Linked DNA regions of Mus musculus: all the other regions are linked to region 2. The links are chromatin contacts, called in public Hi-C maps. All regions are on one chromosome and are shown on one strand. Each heading gives the region's core, a stretch centred on a gene start, on an enhancer-like site or on the middle of the called end of the contact. The rest is flanking DNA. Distances are from core to core; before and after follow the strand shown. Region 1 overlaps A930011G23Rik (RIKEN cDNA A930011G23 gene). Region 2 has its middle 39 kb from the start of Rasgef1b. Region 3 overlaps A930011G23Rik (RIKEN cDNA A930011G23 gene).

The links. A called contact is a pair of places that touch in the nucleus more often than the background predicts.
Region 1: a contact with region 2 is called in a Hi-C map of bone marrow-derived macrophages, with 28 read pairs. The contact joins two enhancer-like sites. A contact is called at or near these places in 4 of 484 Hi-C or Micro-C datasets (Th1 cells, bone marrow-derived macrophages, nephron progenitors and 1 more), 3 of 115 datasets of contacts at active chromatin or transcription factors (CD8 T cells, bone marrow-derived macrophages and pancreatic cancer cells) and 1 of 9 other capture datasets (embryonic stem cells).
Region 3: a contact with region 2 is called in a Hi-C map of bone marrow-derived macrophages, with 34 read pairs. The contact joins two enhancer-like sites. A contact is called at or near these places in 1 of 39 promoter capture datasets (liver), 6 of 15 datasets of contacts at CTCF or cohesin (CD8 T cells, the NIH/3T3 cell line, embryonic stem cells and 2 more), 114 of 484 Hi-C or Micro-C datasets (the AML12 cell line, the AtT-20 cell line, B cells and 59 more), 14 of 115 datasets of contacts at active chromatin or transcription factors (Th17 cells, astrocytes, bone marrow-derived dendritic cells and 9 more) and 1 of 9 other capture datasets (embryonic stem cells).

Annotation. Positions count from the first base shown.
Region 1 is chr5:99,496,396-99,501,171 of GRCm38.p6, forward strand. The region is part of intron 2 of A930011G23Rik (RIKEN cDNA A930011G23 gene); the gene reads right to left. It overlaps Gm35253 (a long non-coding RNA gene), which reads right to left. Exons shown (of 4, transcript XR_880469.2): 2 at 1-4,776. Among named protein-coding and RNA genes, the nearest start is that of Gm35172, 9.6 kb to the right of the region's middle. Within about 2 kb of position 3,481, at least 43 of the 459 cell types and tissues checked have an H3K27ac peak or open chromatin away from gene starts, as enhancers often do. A contact at or near this core is called in bone marrow-derived macrophages, where this site is marked.
Region 2 is chr5:99,211,782-99,216,018 of GRCm38.p6, forward strand. No RefSeq gene overlaps it. Among named protein-coding and RNA genes, the nearest start is that of Rasgef1b, 39 kb to the right of the region's middle. Within about 2 kb of position 2,785, at least 78 of the 459 cell types and tissues checked have an H3K27ac peak or open chromatin away from gene starts, as enhancers often do. A contact at or near this core is called in bone marrow-derived macrophages, where this site is marked.
Region 3 is chr5:99,577,272-99,581,513 of GRCm38.p6, forward strand. The region is part of intron 1 of A930011G23Rik (RIKEN cDNA A930011G23 gene); the gene reads right to left. Among named protein-coding and RNA genes, the nearest start is that of 4930405H06Rik, 35 kb to the right of the region's middle. Within about 2 kb of position 1,635, at least 3 of the 459 cell types and tissues checked have an H3K27ac peak or open chromatin away from gene starts, as enhancers often do. A contact at or near this core is called in bone marrow-derived macrophages, where this site is marked.

The DNA of each region.
Region 1 (4,776 bases), core at 2,231-4,730, 290 kb after region 2:
TTCCTCAAGGTCCTCAATCACAGGCTGAGGACTTGAGGATATGAAAAAATAATTAAATACTAGCCTCATTTTACAGACTTTGAGTCTGTTTCACATCAACTTTTTCTCCTTAAATAAGTTATCCATGGCTGCCTTTCAGCCATTTCTCCAGCCTGTACTTTTTATCTCTATATGGAGTCGGGAGTTGCTACAACCAGCAACTTGGCTTAGGTAGTGTGAGAGCAATTTTTGTCCCCATTATGTGTCAGACATTTTTCTTAGTTTTGCTTCTATCAGTTCCCTGCCTCAGACTCAGCCTCCTAGTCTGCAGACCTGGGATGACAGCATCCCTCAGCTACCGTGATGGCGGCCTGTGTGTGGTGAGTCTAGTTTGGTGGTGGTGGTATGATTTTGTTGTCTTGGGAATGTAAGGGACATCATGAGGCACTAGAGTGAGACTAAAGATACATAGACCGAAATAACTAAAAACTCATAGTGATTCTTATATAATTTTTGCTGGATGGGAAAGTTCAAAATCTAAAAGTTTTGGATTATTTTTTCATTAGTCCATAATAACACTGAATTTGTCTGCCTTTTAGCAGGTTTGCATCTTTGCATTCAAAATGGTGGGAGTTGTCTTGTAATAGAGACCAGTCTTTGAGCTCCAGCCACTTGAGACGTTCAGCATTACTAAGTTGCACAGCCTAGTACATGGCCCCCACGTGGTTGACACTGGCCCTCCAGCCTCAGAAGGCACACTTGTTTCCGAGCTGGTTGTCCATCTCTGCATATGAAAAGCAGATTTTCTGAGACTGTGCACCCTCAAATATGGACGTCTTTCGTTAATTGATCCACATAAAATCTGTGACCTATCGACAGTCCCTCCCCCGCACTGGGAACTGTCCTGTGACCCCTCTTAGTCTCACTCCACACTTTTTTTCAAAATGCTTTCCCCTGTCATGATCAGCTGCCCTCTGCCAGCTGGCTTCTCCAAACACCTGGCCATTTGGAACTGCCACACATATTTTTCCAGAACTTGTAATAAGGCTTGCGGGGGGGGGGGGGGGAAGAAAAAAGAAAAAGCAGTGGTCAAATGCTCCTTCTCATCTTACATGCTCAGTGGCCAGCCAGCTGCATCAACTGTCCCTTAAGAAGATCCCATCCCCCACAGAAGCACACTCCACCCCAAAGAAGAACACAGCACCTTTGAGAGTCTGCTTGCATGTGAACACTAGTGACCCTGACGTGCTTGCTTCCTGTCTGTGATCTCCCTTCAGTGAATGACACATTTTTCTCAACAGCTGAGTATCCAGCAGTCCTTCCTGTCTCTAGAGACCATCACCCTCCCTCTCAGGGTTGTTGGAATCTCTGATATTAATGCATTTAGGACACTATACTGGCACTTCTTAGACAACCAGAAAGTGGTTAAAAAACAAAACAAACAAACAAACAAAAAACCCGTGTTTGTTGCCACGTTGATAATGTGTTATACGCTTACCCAAGAACACCGTGCAGCTCACATGGTGTGAGATTCAACGTGAGGGGGGTTAAACTCAACTACCAGCAAAAGTGGCCTTGCTGAGTTGCTGTTTCTTATTAATAACTTTGTGGCAGAGGAACCTCTTTGTTTCTTGGTTAAGAAAAACAATGTCCGTCGTGGAAGGAAGATAAAGGCTTGTGCCTTTTAGTGAAGATGTGACTTGGATGAACGCCAGTCAGCTGTGTAAACATTTTACTTGTGATGTCGGGAAATACATATTCCCTTTAGATACCAATGTTTGGTGATATTTTACAAATCACATTTTATTATTTTATAATCCTTATAACAAACAGAGACGCTTCGGCCGAGTCAAAGTGGAAGCTAATTTCACGCCAGCTGATGGGAGAAGAGACAGGCGATATCAGTGTGTTCCACACCACCTTCAACGCCCTTCCTTTTAGATCTGTTTCCTTTACAAAACAAGACTGAACCATTTTCTACATCCTGGGATGATCATGAAGATTTTATATTATTGCTCTAAGGAAGCCTGTAACATATACATGACATTAAGCTATAGCTCAGTATCAATGTTTACCATCATATTAGGGTGCCTAAAGACATAAAGCCATCATGCTTCAGGTACATATCTCAGACCTTACACTGACTGACAGTTCCCGAGATATAGCACAGCATGGTTTGTTCACAGTCAAGAGTTAAGCGATAAGACAAACTCAACCAAAGAAATAAAATGAATCAGGTCTTTGTCCACCTACAATGTTGCTGGCTCCCGTGGACTGCACTGTTAGTGAGTGCCTGGGTCATTTATATAGTACAGACATAGACAGATGTTAAAATAATGTGTTTGAATTATGGAAGGTGAGGACTTTCAATGGAGAGTTTCGTCCATGTTAGTCCATGGAGCATAAAACTCTGCTTAGAAATGACCCTTGACCTTCTGCACCGTCCCAATAAAAAGTCTTCATGAAAATCAGGAGTTGAAGAGGTGGCTCAGCTGTTAACAGTACTCACTACCCCTGCAGAGGACCCAAGTTCAGTTCACAGCACCCACATGGTGGCTTGAAACTGTCATTCCAGTTCCAAGAGATCTGATGCCATCTTCCCCATGGGCAACAGACACACATGTGGTACATGTTCAAACATGTAGACAAACACTCACACACATAAAATAAATGTATAAGTAAATCTTTTTAAAAATAAAATCAATCAATAAACCTTGCATAACAGTGTCATAACAGACACTGCTAAGACTTCCTTTGGAGAAAATGGCCTGTTTCTAGTGGAGTCTCCCTACCAAGACTTTGAATGAAGAGTTGGATCCTTTCCTGTTAGATACAAGCAATATTCCCTTGGCCCTTTCTCCAAACAGAGAAAAAGGCCTGTTTCTATAGACAGACAGGCAGACAGGCAGAGAGACAGAAGACAGAAATAGAGAGACAGAGACAGAGACAAAGAGAAAGACAGAGACAGAGGGATTTTCATACTCAACTTGACCCTGTTTCATTGGGGAGGGGGGGGAATGAAGTTGTCAATATTCCACCCCTAAATTTACTACCATGATCCTATGAACTGGTCTACATCAAACCTATCTCCACCAGGCCTCCTCCAATTTCAAATGACTCTTGCATAGACTTCCATCTTCTGCCTCCAGGCTGGGACTTGTCTACTTTCTCTTGTTTCTCTGCTTTGCTTCAGAGTCCTGGGTAGCTCGGGTTCTATCGAGCAACACAGGCATGATGAATCATCTCACTCCAGTGATACATCCTCTGAGTCATCTCTCTCTCTCTCTCTCTCTCTCTCTCTCTCTCTCTCTCTCTCTCTCTCTCTGTCTCTTTCTCTTTCTCTCTCTTTCTGCCACTTCTCTGTGTGAGCTGGCTGCTCTCAGCCAGGACTTCATGTCTTTACCAGCCAACTATGTATGCTTCAACTAGGTATGAAGCTGGCACCACAGAAGCCATCTTGGCTAAAACCATCACTGCCGAGGCTATGGCATGAGTAAAGGCCTGGGGTTGTGGCAGCAGCTGTGGTCAGAGAACCTCAAGTGGGTTAGCAAATCTGGTGTGTCGAGTGCTCAGAGGAAATGCTCTAGGAGGAGATTCAAGAGATAAATGCCTTGGATACAGGCCCACAAAACATCCGATGCTAACCCAGACTCTCTACGCTGTCCTCTTTCTGGTTGTACTTTCCGGCTCCTCACCCCCACTCTGGATGTTTGTGAAGCCTAAATATGTGAGACACTCGAGATTTTAGTCCTGTGTATTTGGGGCGTGGAGGGGCCATAAGTCCAACATTCGGTGATCTGTGTGGCATCATCTGAGTCCCCCCACTATACTTCCAAAGCTTTATACTGGTGCTACAATCTTCATATTAATTCATAGCAGTATAATCTGTTGATGATGCAGGGAACCTGGGAGTCATCGCTGAATCCTCCCCTCCCCCCTTTTCTTAATGTAACAGCCAGGTAGTGACTGAGTTTCCAGAGAGTCAACTCTATCAGATTTCTGTTGGTCACCGACTCTCCTCCTTTTTTCTCTGCTGTTGTTTACTGAGCATAGACACCCCCACCATCACTTGCCTGCAGAAGGTCTCTGTACCCTCCCCCCCCCCCCGCCCCCGGATCTAAGTGGAGAAGGTCCTAACCTCCATGAACCGCAGTCCTCCATCTGAAGGAGTCCCTCTCCAACTTCCACAGTAAAACAACCTGGCACGAGAACTTGCCCAAGAACAATCCTCTGTAGCCTGTTTTAGAGATGGATTCAGTAGTTCTAAGCAGGGTCTGACCATTTCGTTGCCAGGCAATGGTTAGCACTCAGCCCCGGGTATAGTACTGCCTTGCATCAACTCTGAGGAGGTCTCTTCACTGTTGAAACACCTCGTTGGCTCCCACTACCTGACTATGATTTAGCAGTGTGTCTCATTTGGATTTAAGGCTCTGTGATTCAGCCACTGCTGATCTCTGGTGCCATGTTTCTGTTCACACTCTGATGATCTTTCTGAGTTTACTCTGCCTTACTTCACGGTGTAAGTCTGCTTTAGACAGGAGCCTGCCATTTCTGTGCCTAACACCTGCTCATCTTTTCTACTCTACCATTAATGTTCCCATTTTCTAGGAAACTTCAGAAATTCCACCTTGTCCCCATAGAATCAACATAATTAGGCACTTACATATGAGAATCCCATGCTATGACATAAAAAGATGTGCTAGTATGTGCGAGCATTAGTGTCTGTGGGGGAGCGTGTGTGTGTAATGTGTACATTCATGAATTTAATCTTAGAAGTCTATGAGGTAGATAGATCAT
Region 2 (4,237 bases), core at 1,535-4,034:
TGGAGTGCTCTAGTCCAGTGACAGATGGTGTGTGTGTGTGTGTGTGTGTGTGTGTGTACACCAACACTGCCACACCTACTCCAAGGCCACACCTCCTAATAGTGCCATTCCCCATGAGCCAAGCCTTAAACACACAAGGCTAGTTTTACATTGAGGAATGCAGGTCTGTTACCAACCTATTCCTCCTGTTACAAAACACCCATATTTAGAGAGTTCAGCTCATGCAATAAGCAGTTCTGTGATTTTTCTAGTTATTTTATTTTTTTTCAGACAACACTCTGTCAGAGGAAGTGTGTCACTTATACATGTACACAGTAGAGTTGAAGTCTTAGGGAAACTAGCAGCCTCCCAAACAAAATCTCTCGATGGAGTCCTGTCATTGCCTCCTCTCTTGAGGTTGATCCAGTTGAGCTGGCCATCATCTAGCCAAGGGACTACTCCGCCCTCCCACTCAGGAAGGTGAATTTACCTTAAAATATGCTCAAGAGACCAAAGAACTCATGAGCCCTTTAGTGAGAGCTTCCCCAAAGCTCTTGCCCACCAGCACAGACCTCGGGAGCCTCCCTCTGTTGGGGCTGTCCAGCTTTCTGAGTCCTGAATCAGAAAAGCTTAACTTTCCCCTTTGTCTTCTCTTCTGTCTCTTTCAGGTACTGAACAGAGCCAAATTATATTTTTTCTTGTTCTCTGGGCTTCCCTACTCTTTCTCTGAAGCTCCACTTTCCCAACAAATGTTGGCTCATCATCATCTGGTTTGTGTCCATGCCCAACTCAAACATCACAGTTCTTTTGCTCCCTCTTAAGCTCCCAGCTATGCATCTATAAAAGATTATTCTCACCTTCTGTGATCTATGGATTTCATCCCTTGAACTCAGGAGATAAGAACCTGAAAGTTGCTGGCTTGGGTGTCCAGAGTTTCCAGGTCCTGGCTCCCTAGAAAGGTGTTATTCTCAAATACACTCTCATATAAATGGCAGAGCCTAAGAATCCCTTGGCTTATTCTGTTTCCATCTCTCCTGTGCTCTTCACAGCGGCCTTGTTAGTTTTTGGCTAGGTAGAGAGCAGCTTCTGATAACATACTTCTTAGCACTTTTACAGCATACACAGGGTTAGTTCAGTAAGTGACTATAACTGAAAATAAGCCTCTAAGTTATCCAATTCCGTTCACTTACCTAACACCTAATCTAATAGTGAAGAGCATGTGGGTTCCCGAGGGAATGGGTTTCTTGGCTCATTGTTTTTTCATTAGCTTTTAAACGAGTTTGAGTGCTCAGATCCTTAGAGCCTCACCTCTTCTCAAGCTCTCTCTTTCACCCAAAGCTGTTTGCCTGGCTATTTGTATAGCCCTAACCATCACTCTCTGATCCTGGGGACTCTGCTTGTCTTTTTCTACCTTTGATCTGTTCTCCATTGCTGAGTCCTACCTCGGCTACAATTCACTGAGTATTTATCCACAAGGAAAGCTCTTATCATCCAAGGATGATGGCTTTATTTCCTTTCTGATTTCCTTTGGCACAGGACTTGGTCTAGCACACCTGTCATATTCAACAGCCCACCCCCACCTCCATCTGGACAGCCTTCAAACTGGGCCATTGTGTGTCCCCAAAAGGAGGCCGTCAAAGGCAGAGCAGGCCTGGATCCATCACGCCTTTAAATCTTGGTAAGCCACAGCCAGGCTTTTGAAAATGGCGGGGTGGAAAGAGCGTCTTAGGATCTTTTCTACATATCTGGATTAGCGAGCACAATTGTAACAGCTGCTATGACAAAGATGGAGTCTGCACAACAAAGTCTTCGTGTGGTCCTTATCCATTTTCAATCTAGAACTTTTGAAATTATGTAACAGATCTTGCATAAGTCTATTTTCAGTGTCTGAGCTGGGTGACAACCACTCTTTTCTATGAAGAACGATCTTGTCTCCTGGCACACGGCTGGAGGGGTGAACTGAGCTTCTGTCAGGCCTTCATCTGCTACAGAGTAGTAGCCATTAGCCTCTTACCCCTTCTCTCCACAAATACAATTAAACAAAACGCAAAGGATTCTGGCAGAAGAGAAGGTGGAAGCCCACAGCCAGGATGCTGCAAGCACTTGCTAATTTACCTTTGACTCTCAGCAAGCTGAGGAAGTGAATTCTAATCCTGAAGACCATTAGGCCCCAGCATTCCACTTCTCTTTAGTTAGCACAGGCCCACCACAAAGCAGACCCAGAGAAGCTTCCTGGAAGTCCCAGGAAACTGAGTTCAGTGAGGTTTAGCAACTGGTTCTTACTCGGAGTGTAGTGATTTGTAGGAACGTATTTCAAACGTAGCCCATGTCCTCAAACCATGTCAGTCACTGTGCTGGATATTTATGTTATCATTACCATCATGTACTGATAGCTACAGGGGAGTATTAACAATTTAACTCTAAAAAAGAAAAAAAAAACCCAACACACTGACTTAGATGTTCTTTGCTGGTCTCTGTAGGGACAGTGCCACCCACAATAGTTATATTAGAATCACTTTGATTTATTTAATTTCCTAAAACCAGATATGCCAATTATTTAAATGAAATCTGTGACTACAGGATGATAAGCAGTCGACTGTCTCTAGCACGTGTGTGCTCTCCAAGTACACATCTCCATAGCACCACCGATGATCTGCACTTAGGATTCGTAATCACTTGAAAAACAAAACAAAACAGCCCAATGCCGGTCCTCTAACCACTTTGTTTCAACTACACTGACAACATATTCTGCTAAACTGACTTTCCCACAGTGATTCATCAGGAGAAAAATGAGTTCACACTAACTTTCATTTCCCCAAGCCAGCGTGGGTGGGAAGGAAGAGAAAGCGGGTTGGTTGGAGGAGGTACAAGGCTTGCTTGGTGTTTCATCAGGGGGCACATGATTTCACTCTTTATTCTAATCAGTATCTGTCCCCTTCAGTTCCCTAAATTAGGATCTACACACTTTTTTCTAGAAGTGCTAAGTTGAACAACTTAGACACTCAAATGCTGACAGTTAACACTAGTCTACGACAGCTGCTGCATACTGTCCAGACTGGCTGTGCATACTTGGATAGAAAGAAGGAAGCAGAGGCTCACACACTGCAGACACTAGGCCTACTAAGACATGAGCACTACAATGGGAATTAGCGACCTAGGACTTCCTTCACTAAATTAAGTAAGAGAGAGAGAGAGAGAAGGAAAGAGAGAGAGAGAAAGAGGGGGGAGGAGGAGGGAGGGGAAGAAAGCAAGAAACCACAGAAAGAAAGAAAGAAAGAAAGAAAGAAAGAAAGAAAGAAAGAAAGAAAGAAAGAAAGAAAGAAAGAAGAGAGAGAGAAAGAGAGAGAGAAAGAAAGAAAGAAAGAAAGAAAGAAAGAAAGAAAGAAAGAGAGAAAGAGAGAGAGAGAAAGGAGAGAAGGAGGGAGAGAGAAAGGGAGGGAGGGAGGGAGGGAGGAAGGGAGGAAGGAACGAAGGAAGGAAGGAAGGAAGGAAGGAAGGAAGGAAGGAAGGAAGGAAGGAAGGAAGGAAGGGCGTGAATAGGCCTTGATTCCTAAGTACAGACTGGGGCACAGTTCTACTTCACACAGCGCCAGCCTGCACTTTTCAATGACAGTCCCTAAAGCATAATAAGGCTTAGAGACAAACCTCCAACCCCAACCCCACCATGCCTGCCAGCACTGAGTGGATCAAGTCACATGAAGCAGAGAACTGAGGCAACATGCCTGCCAGCACTGAGTGCAGTCAAGTCACATGAAGCAGAGAACTGAGGCAATTTTTAGTCTACAACAAAATCCTTAGGCCTGAATTATCCAGGACAGAGCCACCTTTCCAGCCATCACTGGAAGCCCAACTCTGGCCAAAGCATTGCCTTGCAAACTTGCTAAGGGTAAATAAAGCCCAGGGACTCACCACTATCCTCTCTTTGAGTTTAGTTAGTAGTTAGTAGTTTCCAGGTCATTGATCACACTCTCGTCCAGGAAACACATTCAAGAATTCCTTTGAACCCTTAGCTACAGCAGAAAATTGGCCCGAACCCCTCTATTCCCAGGCCGCCATTCTCCTTCCCTTAGAACAATGAGACTGTTTTTGGAATACAGGCAAGCATTGCCTTGTATTGAGAACCACAGGGTAATTAAAAAGCACTGGTGAATCCAGTGGGCCAGTCAGAATCCACAGATCAACTTCTAATGCTACAGTTGAGATGACAGTCTCCACACAGGAGGCAGGTGCATGGCGAGGGGATAGGACTGTGCCAGAA
Region 3 (4,242 bases), core at 385-2,884, 360 kb after region 2:
TATTTTTGTTGTTGTTTTTCTTTGTAAGTTCAGGACATTTGGAGAACTGTTTCCCAACATGGTGTATCAAACCACAATTCTGTACCCATTCTGTCTTCTGTTTATTCTCCAGAGTAAATGCACCTCGGGGAAACTTTAAGACCCACTTTATATCACAAAGATTGGGGCTGGAACTCAGAACAACTAACATTATGTTGTTTAATCAAAGAATTCTACATTTTGAAGGGCAGCCATAACTGCTCAACATTGTCAAAAGATGGATGAGTTCTCTGTATTAGAAAAAATATCATCTGTAAAAGACACAACGAACCCTAAAACATACATGCAAATTAACAGAAAAGGTATAGTTAATCAGAAGCACAAAACTATTCAGCTCCAAAGACAGACCTTCATTATTAAACCTCTGGCCCTCTGTTTCTTCGACTGGAAATGAAAACCAATGTGGTCACCTCCCAGTGTTTGTAGCATTAAATACAGTTGCAGATGCAAAGTGCATGGTGCAGGCAACTCCGCAGACTGAACAAATGTTGCTCTCTTTCCTTCAGAGTCTCTTAAGACAACCAGACTTCATCCATCAAATAATGTCCACAACAGCTCAGATAAGCCCCTAATAGATTAAATAATAAAATAAATACCATATCCCATGGAGATACAATATTTTGTCAAACGAGAGACCACTGTTCATAGCCCATTGTGTGTTGCCATGACAACATATAGAAAATATGAAAACATGGTCATCTTTTCATTAGGAAAATGCAGTAAGTGTCCTGAATTTTACATACATAGAGACTATATTTCTTCTTGCAACTTTTGTTGTCTTCTTGAGAGAGAAGTCAGGAAGACGAGAGCCAGAGCCAGAGCAGAGCAGTTTCTCCACTGAGAGTACCTTTAAGCTCTGGTTTATCTAGTTCACAGCAGTAACAAGTGTCTGTGGGAGGGTGGTGCTGGAGGAAAGAGAGTGTATGGGGGAGCTGTATTTGAGGGTTCACCTCTTTTGTCTCAGAGCCACTCTTGATTTCCATCTCACCCCGTGGTTGAATTTGAGCACAGAAAGCAGGTACTTCTAAATCTAACAGAAACTTAGCCAGCACTTCTTTTTTTTTTAATTAGATATTTTCTTTATTTTCATTTCAAATGTTACCTCTTTCCTAGTTTCCCCTCCGAAAATCCCCTATCTTCTCCCCCTCCCCCTGCTCACCAACCCACCTATTCCTGCTTTCTGGCCCTGGCATTCCCCTATACTGGGGCATAGGGGACCTTTACAGGACCAAGGGCCTCTCCTCCCATTGATGATCCACTAGGCCATCCTCGGCTACATATGCAGCTAGAGCCATGAGTCTCTCCGTGTGTTTTCTTTGGTTGATGGTTTAGTCCCAGAGAGCTCTGGGGTTACTGGTTAGTTCATATTGTTGTTCCTTCTAGGGGTCTGCAATCCCCTTCAGCTCCTTGGGTACTTTCTCTAGCTCCTTCATTGGGGACTCTGTGCCTGACTAATACAGAAGTGGATGCTCACAGTCATCCATTAGATGGAGCACAGAGTCCCCAGTGGAGGAGTTAGCCAGCAGTCCTAACAGGTCAGGTGTAGCAGCCCTGAGACACTGCTCCTGAGACACTGCTCTGACCTCTTAGAGACGCGACCTATAGCGACATTTAGTGGTAGGTCCCTAAACTACAGCCAGGTGTCCTGAAGGGTTGGACCACTGCTGGGAATAATTTAACCAAATTTTCCCTTACCCCACTGAGAGATGTCACCATAATCGCACTCACTGATGGCTAGTCAGTTGTTCTGTGGCCCTCTGAGGCAGTGGCCATGGTGGGAGCAGTTACAATTACTACAATCTTATCATTTTTTTGTGTGTGTATCTTTGACTTCATAATAGAATCCTATTGCTGGAAGAGACCCGAGGGATTATCAAATCAAGTTCTTTCATTTTAGATTATAAAACAGCAACTCGGTATGGTAGCTCAAGTTCATGCAATTGGGTAGTCTTATTTAGAGTCCTGAATGCATTGCTTTCTCTGCAAAATGATTTTGTTGTTCATACAACAGTCTGGAGTGTTGGCTCCGTGTATTTTCACCATGTTCACTGCATACTAAGTAAGGAGCCAAAGATATTGAAAGACTACACAGAGCTCTGTAGAAGCCTTGAAGGGAATCAGGGAGTGATACACAAAAACCAAAGTAAATGAAATTTGATAATCCCCACTTGCACACCTCTCAGCATACATTGTCCCCTCTCAGCCAAAGAAGCCAGGGCAGAAAGAGTTCTTTATAATTTTTATTTTTTAATAAAGCAAACAGAACAAAACCCCCAAAAGTGTACACGGGGAAGTTAGTGTAGTCTTAAACTGTGAGTCTGCTTAAATGATGGCAAATGGGTCAGTGTTAGATCCATGTTTGGATGACAGCAAGGGAAACAGGTATTGAAACTCAAATTCCAGTTTCCACAGTGGGTTATCAGGAGAAAATACCTAAAGCTGGAAAATGAATACAGAGGCAAGAGAAATGTAGAGCTGGTCACAGGGAGGTGGGTCCAGGTGACAATCAGAGAGAGGAGCTGAAGTGGGGGTCATGAGGATCCAGGCACCAGTGAGAAAGACTGCAGCTGCCTTAGCCTATGAGGTTTGTAGAAAATTCAGTGCCCTAAAACGTGTGTATCTGCAGTCTAACAACCTATAAAGGCTGATTTAAGAACTTCAACATAATGATGGCACACCACTGGAAAACATTACTTTCAAATTATATATAAAAGAGACAATCGTGTTTCATAAGCAGCTCTGAGTTAGCAGCCTATGTCACATAGTGACTTACATCATTCTTATAGGATACAGACCACCAAATATAGGACCACATTAAAATAATGCTCATGTACCCATAACTAAAAGAGTGGCCAGTAAATATACATTCATATACTTGCACTGAAATAGAAAGTACCCGGGGCTACATTCATCACTCTGTGGGTTTCTCCTCTTTGGCTGAGTCCTTGAATTACCCAGCCAGTATCATGGTGGATTGGTACCGTGCAGCTGCTGTGATGCCGGACCACTAACGCCACTTGGAATGCTGGCAGGTAATGGAGATCCAATAAATCACTCTATAGGAGTCAAGCAAACAGGGCAGCCTAGACCAGGCTGTCTGCCATTCCTCTAAAACTCAAGATACAAACAAACTTTGGGGACAATTTTCTCAAGATGGGGCAATTCCATATACTGCCCATCATTTCCAAACACTCCAAGGAATAGCTGAAGCCTGTGTTGGAAGAGGCTACCCCACTTCCACCTGTCTTTACCTAGATGTTGGTCCTGTCCCGTTCCAAATTAGAGGCCCAGAGACAGAGCACTTTAGCAGACTGCACAGAGTAAACTGAAGGAGGCTAAGAAAACCCACAAAACAGGAAAAGTCTCTCATTTTAAGGGTCCCACCCTTTCTTCACTAAAGGCTTTCAGGTGACAGGGAAGAATGTCACACAGACACAACCAAAGAATCTGCAGTCTTGTTACACTTCCCTCTGCTCCAGCTTGTTTCCATTAGCTCTCACCCGTTTGTCACACCGTACTTCTGCATGAGCATCCATCGCAGCAGAGCTTGTCCTATGTCCTAGTCATGTGAACTTACTGTGTATTTTCTCCTTGTAGCTTTTGTTATAGGGATCTATATATTATATCACTATATACTATCTATATTATATAATAATATACATATACTATATATAGTATATATACTATATAGTGATAAGATATATAGATATAGCATATATAAGTATACTATACCATATATATACTTTATACATATACTACACTGTATATACACACATATAGTATATACATAATAGTATATGTACATATATATGTATGCATACCATATATGTATATACAGTGTATATATAAAGTATTTACAATATATTGTATATATAGAATGTCTACCTAGTATGTATATGTATATATAGTACATATATATATATATACACACATATATGCTATATATAGTATACCATACATATTATATGCATATACTATACATATATATACAACATATATAATATAGTGATATATTATATTACATATAGTGTATATATTTTATATATAGATATATTATCTCTGTATATTATATAGGTTATCACCATGAACCTGGTGATGAGTAAAGACATAATATCACTCCTTTCCTGTCAGCTTTTCTGAGAACACTCCCAGAAAACCTCCCATTTACTAATCTCCACCGCTGTGGTTCCAGGAGATTTGACA